Linked DNA regions of Pan troglodytes: region 2 is linked to region 1. Evidence: chromatin contacts called from public HiChIP or PLAC-seq data. All regions are on one chromosome and are shown on one strand. Each heading gives the region's core, a stretch centred on a gene start, on an enhancer-like site or on the middle of the called end of the contact. The rest is flanking DNA. Distances are from core to core; before and after follow the strand shown. Region 1 holds the start of RPS19BP1 (ribosomal protein S19 binding protein 1). Region 2 holds the start of MRTFA (myocardin related transcription factor A).

What was found. HiChIP or PLAC-seq counts read pairs in DNA pulled down with a chosen protein or histone mark.
Region 2: a contact with region 1 is called in an H3K4me3 HiChIP or PLAC-seq map of stem cell-derived excitatory neurons, with 12 times the contacts expected there. The contact joins the promoter of MRTFA here to the promoter of RPS19BP1 in region 1. A contact is called at or near these places in 1 of 7 Hi-C or Micro-C datasets (stem cell-derived neural progenitor cells) and 1 of 1 datasets of contacts at active chromatin or transcription factors (stem cell-derived excitatory neurons).

The regions. Positions count from the first base shown.
Region 1 is chr23:41,529,626-41,532,289 of NHGRI_mPanTro3-v2.0_pri, forward strand. RPS19BP1 (ribosomal protein S19 binding protein 1) reads right to left here and starts at 1,346. Exons shown (of 4, transcript XM_515142.6): 1 at 1,168-1,346; 2 at 876-1,004. The coding sequence starts at 1,219.
Region 2 is chr23:42,630,756-42,633,419 of NHGRI_mPanTro3-v2.0_pri, forward strand. It overlaps MRTFA (myocardin related transcription factor A), which reads right to left and starts at 1,318. Exons shown (of 14, transcript XM_016939226.4): 1 at 1,052-1,318.

The DNA of each region.
Region 1 (2,664 bases), core at 96-2,595:
AAGAAACTAGGCTCCACCTTCACAGCCAATTCACCACTAAAACCCCTCTAAAGGCTGAAATTCTCTGCTGCCCCCTCTTCAACATATTTTCCACCTGCACAATTCTCTTGTTATCTCTGCTGCTATAGCCACTGCCCAGGCCACAGCATGTCCTATTTCAATGGAGTAGGTAATAGCAGCACTCTGGAGACACAATGCCTGGGCAGCCACAATGCCTGTACCACCTGGGCAGGTGCCTTTTTCTGAATCTGTAAAACGGGGGTGATAGTAGTATCGACCTCAAAGGGCTGCTGTAAGGATCAAACGAGCTTACATTTGTACAGCACTTAGAATCAGCACCTGGTACAGAGTGTTAGTGAATGTGTTTAAATGCTCCATCTTTGATCCTCATTCACTAGGTCACCTTTACCAGCCTTTATTTTTTCAAATTCTCAAAGGCAACAACCTCCTTTCTGACTCAGGACCTTTGCACATACTATTCTTCCTAGAATATTCTCCTACTTTTCACCTAGCTCACTCTTATACATCCTTCAGCTCTCGGCTGAAATGTCGCTTCCTCAGAGAAGGCTGACTTGGCCTAAGTCCCCATCAGAGTACCGTAGTCTTTTAATTCATAGGCTTCAATGCACTTAGCAATGACACACTGGGTTTGATATTCTTTGATGCTTCTCTCCCCACTAGGGCCGTAGTCCACGAGGACCAGGACGGTGGCGTGTTCTGTCACCTTCGTATGTCCAGGGCCCCGCTCCGCGCCTGGCACACAGTAGGTCTAGCAATACCGGGCGAACGCTTCAAGCCCTGCCTCAAGCGCCACCTCCTCTGGGGCGCAGGTCCCAGCACCGGAGGCAGCACTTTCAGCCCCTTCCCGAACTTACCCAGTGCCGACTTGGGCACCTTTCCCTTGGCCGAGTTCCGCAGTTTCTGGGCCTGAATTGCCTTCGTCTTCCGGGGCCGTTTCACCGGAGCCCCTCTCGGCTTGGCCTGACCTGGAGGGTCCCGGGGGGCTGTAGGGGAAGAGAGAGGAAGAGACCCAGGTCAGAGGGCGCGCAGCGTTCCCATGCCACTGGGGCTAAGCCCGGCCTGGATTGTTTTCCATCCAGGGCTCCCGCCCACAGCCACTGCCATCCTCCTGCCCGCGCCGGACGTCCCCTGGCCAGCCCTCCTCACCCTCGGACGCCGCCAGCAGCTCCAGGCCACGCCGCAGCAGGGCGGCGGACATGGCGGCGCTTGGCTCCGCCCACGAGCCTCACACTACTTCCGACCTGGCAGTCCCTGTCGTCTCGGTGGAAACCCGAGCCCGAACAGAGGGTTCCGGAGGGGGATGGGCGGAAGTGCCCATCTTTCTTAGGACGCATGCGTTAGGGGTTTACACTTGAGCGGAAGAAGGGGCGGAAACTGGAGGCGGGTCCAAGGCGCAGAAAGACACATGTGTTATTCAATCCCAATCTACCTGGCTCCTGGCGCTCAGTCCCCTCCTTCCCCGGAAGTCGTCCGCAACCTGCTCCGCCGGGTTGGCCAATCCTCTCGGGTCTCGTGGCTCCGTGGCGGGCTAGGATGGGGACAGGGCGGAGTGTTTTTCATATACTTCAACCAGCACTAGGTATCGCACAGGTTGAGTGCGGCATGAGAATCCAGTTGTCTTCCCTTAAGCCAGACATTAAAGACATATCTTTGTTTTGAAAACTACAATTATTTCTCATAAAATACGTTATGTTACCAAGCAATGGGTTTATTGTCATTTTAAGTGAATTAATGAATATGTAAAATTTTTGTTTTAGTTTCTAGTATGACAAATATCAGTTGCCTACATACAAAAGTTCTTTGGGATCCTGAATTTTTTAAAATTTATTTTATTTAATTAAATTAAATTTTTTTTTGAGACGGAATCTCGCTCTGTCGCCCAGGCTGGAGTGCAGCGATCTCGGCTCACTGCAACTTCCGCCTCCCGGGTTCAAGCGATTGTTTTGCCTTAGCCTCCCGAGTAACTGAGATTACAGACGCCCGCCACCACGGCCGGCTAATTTTCTTTTTAAAAAATTTTTAGTAGAGACGGGGTTTTGCCATGTTGGCCAGGCTGGTCTTGAACTCCGGACCTCAAGTGATCCGCCCACCTCAGCCTCCCAAAGTGCTGGGATTACAGGAGTGAGGGGATTCTGAAGTTTTAAATGTAAGAAGCTTCTTAGACCAAAACATTTGAGCCCCTCTGGCCTAGAAGTGACACTGCTTACCTGGGGGAGGAGCCCTGGGCTTGTTCGCTGCTCCATCTGCAGCTGGCAGCCCAGCACCTGGCATGGAGAAGACACGCAATAAGTGAACGGTGAATCAGAAGGGACCACTGGGTTCACTCAGCCGGGTTCTGAGGGCCTTCTGTGTACTTGACACCACAGAGTGTGGGACCTGGAGTTCGTCCTCCGGGATAGACCACACCGTTTAAGCTCCATCGGCTAGATAGTAATAATAACAACCAACACAAACTCAAGCATTTGTGCTGTTCTACGTGCTTTACATTTGTTAACTTGTTTATCCCCCCTACCCTTCCAGGTAGGAATTGTCTTTTGCATTTTACAGACGAGGAAACAAACACAGAGAGGCGAAGGTCACACGGGTGGAGTCAGGGGTGGGAGTTAAGACTGGCAGCCTGGCCGCAGGATTTGTGGGGGCGCT
Region 2 (2,664 bases), core at 68-2,567, 1.1 Mb after region 1:
AAAACTATGCAAAAACATATGAAGCATGGGGTAATTCCATTATTATATTTAAGTGATGTATTCCACATTCCTGTATATACACACACTTCATGCCAAACAGAGGCTGGCAAGCAGTTAACCATTCAACTGCCCTTTCGTTATGCTGCATAACAGGGAGACAACAGAGAGAAATCTTGACAATGCCTAGCTGGGCTAGTGCTTAAAGGCACACAGGCAAACCAGGCATTCTCAACATCCCAAAAGCAAACATTTCTTGGGCCCTTACTATGGGCCAAGCACTGTGTCAAACGCTTCACGTGAATTATTTCATTCGACACTTACAACAAACAGCTGTATGCGATTGGTGCTATTATCCTCATTTTTCAGACGAGGAAACCAAGGCACAAGATTACACAGCTAGCAAGTGGCAGGTTTGGGAGTCGACTCAAAAGGTCCAGCCCTAGGCACTATGGAGTATCAAAGGTACCCGAAGCGGGGAGGGTGGACTGCAATCAGCGTCCTGACAGACGCTTTCTTAGGAGGTAAAGTTCTTGGCCATCAAGTTTCAGATTTGCAGAGCCCTGTACACCTGGCAGCATTCAGGTTTGCTATACTGGCACCAACAAGTCCAGCTGAGCCTCCTTGCCTGGGAATCCCAAGGACTGCACTTGGATCCTGAAGGTCTGCACAAGACCCCAGAGAAAGCGGCCGACACCCCATCCCTGCAATCAAAACACATCCCGGGAGAAGCGAGGGCGAGGACCTCCGTGCCTCCCCGCCCCGCGCAGCACAGCCCTGCCAGGCAGTGCACAGGTGCACGACCGCGCCCGCCCGGCCCGGCCCCGGCCCCGGCCCCGGCCCGGGTCCCAGCCCCGGCACAGTGACCGCCGCTCTGCGACTCTGGCCCCGAGGGCAGGGGCAGAAGGCCGGCGAGAAGAGGGCCGGGGACGCGAGGGCCGCCTCGCCCGACCCCCCCGAGGACGCGCGCAGCAGGGTCGGGGGGGAAAAAGGATGCTCCAGGCGGGGCGAGGCCGCGGTGGGGGAGGGGTCCCCAACCCGGACTCTCACTCACCGCCTCGCGCGGCTCCCGGCCGGGTTCCGCGGCTCGCCCCACTCCGGCTCTAGCCGCCCGCGTCTCCTCTCGAGGCTCACTGTCCAGCCCGGGCGCACGGAGCTGAGAAGTCGCCGCCAGCGGAGGGCGTGTGGCCAGCGGCAACCGAGAGGGTGGGAAAGATGGGACCGTCGCTCTCGCCGCCGCGGCCACCACAGACACTGCCGCCGCCGGCTCCTCTCAGCCACGGAAGCTGCGGGCCCGCCCACCACGCCCGCCTCCCGTCCTGAAGACTGTCCGCTGGAGAAGTGACGGCGGCGCTAGCCAATCAGAGGCCTGATCGGGTCGTGATCTGCGGACTAAGGGGCGGGCGGAGAAGGAAGCGGCATGAAGAAGGCGAAGACGGCGGCCTGACTTCCTGTGACTGACGGCACGGCGCAGCCAATGGGCAACGGGGAGATGACCTCATCTCTGAGGAAAGTCTGGAACTGGCTGAGCTGCGGCGAGGGGGTTGGCGACGAGCCGGGGGCGGAGCGCTGGGCCTTAAAGAGGCCGCAGCCCTGTGGTCACCCTGTGAAGGGAAGGGCGGTGGACCCTGCCGGATCTTGCCAAGTTGCCAAGGGGTCAATGCCCAGGCGCGAGTAATTACTGCATTAATCCCAGACCCCATCCCGATTCTTGTCGGGGACTGAAGGGTCTCCGCCTGGGGCTCCGAAGTCGATCATTTCACATTCACGCTTCCCAAAACCAGACACAATAAATTCCGCTCTGGCCTGGAGCCTTGAATTCCCGTTACGGTCCCGCCCCGCCGAGGCCCCTCGCCTTGTTTCTCTGAGTCAGTTTCCCCAACGGTGAAAGGGAGGACACTGACACCTGCCTGCCCCTCCCTATCTGCCGAGGCCGTGGAGCTCAGCAGCAGCGAAAGCGCTCTGGGCTTAGAAGAGGAAAAGGGCTGCGTGAGCCCAAGAGCTTGCATCGGAAGACTCCAGGAAGAGCATCTGCAAAAGAGAGGATTCCACGGGATGACCCCCGACAACTCTTGGAATTCTAAAATCCTATACCCTTGCCCGCACCCATTCGTGTAGTGAAGGGGCGCGCGTTAGGCGCAGAGGCCACACGCTCCGCAAGTGAACCCGGGCACCTCTCTGAACCTATTCCGGGCTGAGGGCGGGGAGCGGGTGGCTGCCCGATTTAAAAACATGTATATGTATATGTATGTGTATGTGTATGTGCATGTGCATATGCATATGTATATGTATATGTATTATGAGTGAAGTCCATGACTGCAACAGGGAGAAAGGAGAAAGGCAAAAGGGGAGAGAGCAACAAGGTAAGCCAGGCCCACTGTGATGACAGCCGCGGTCATGCAGGCCCTTCGTATCCGCCTTCCTCCCCAGCAATGGGAGAGAGCCCAGAAAAGGAGAAATAACCCCAACTCGATGGGGTGGAAAAGGGGGAGGCGCTTTCCGGAAGGCGTCCGGGATGGGGTCACCAGAGTCAGAGGAAGGAGTAACAGTAGATAGAAGAAGAAGGGGTCAGGGGCGTTCTTCTAGGTTTGGGGCGGACCCGCGTGAAGATGCAAAGACTGAAAAGGGGCCGCTCACTTTACATTCCAAGGTAAATTCTCACTATGA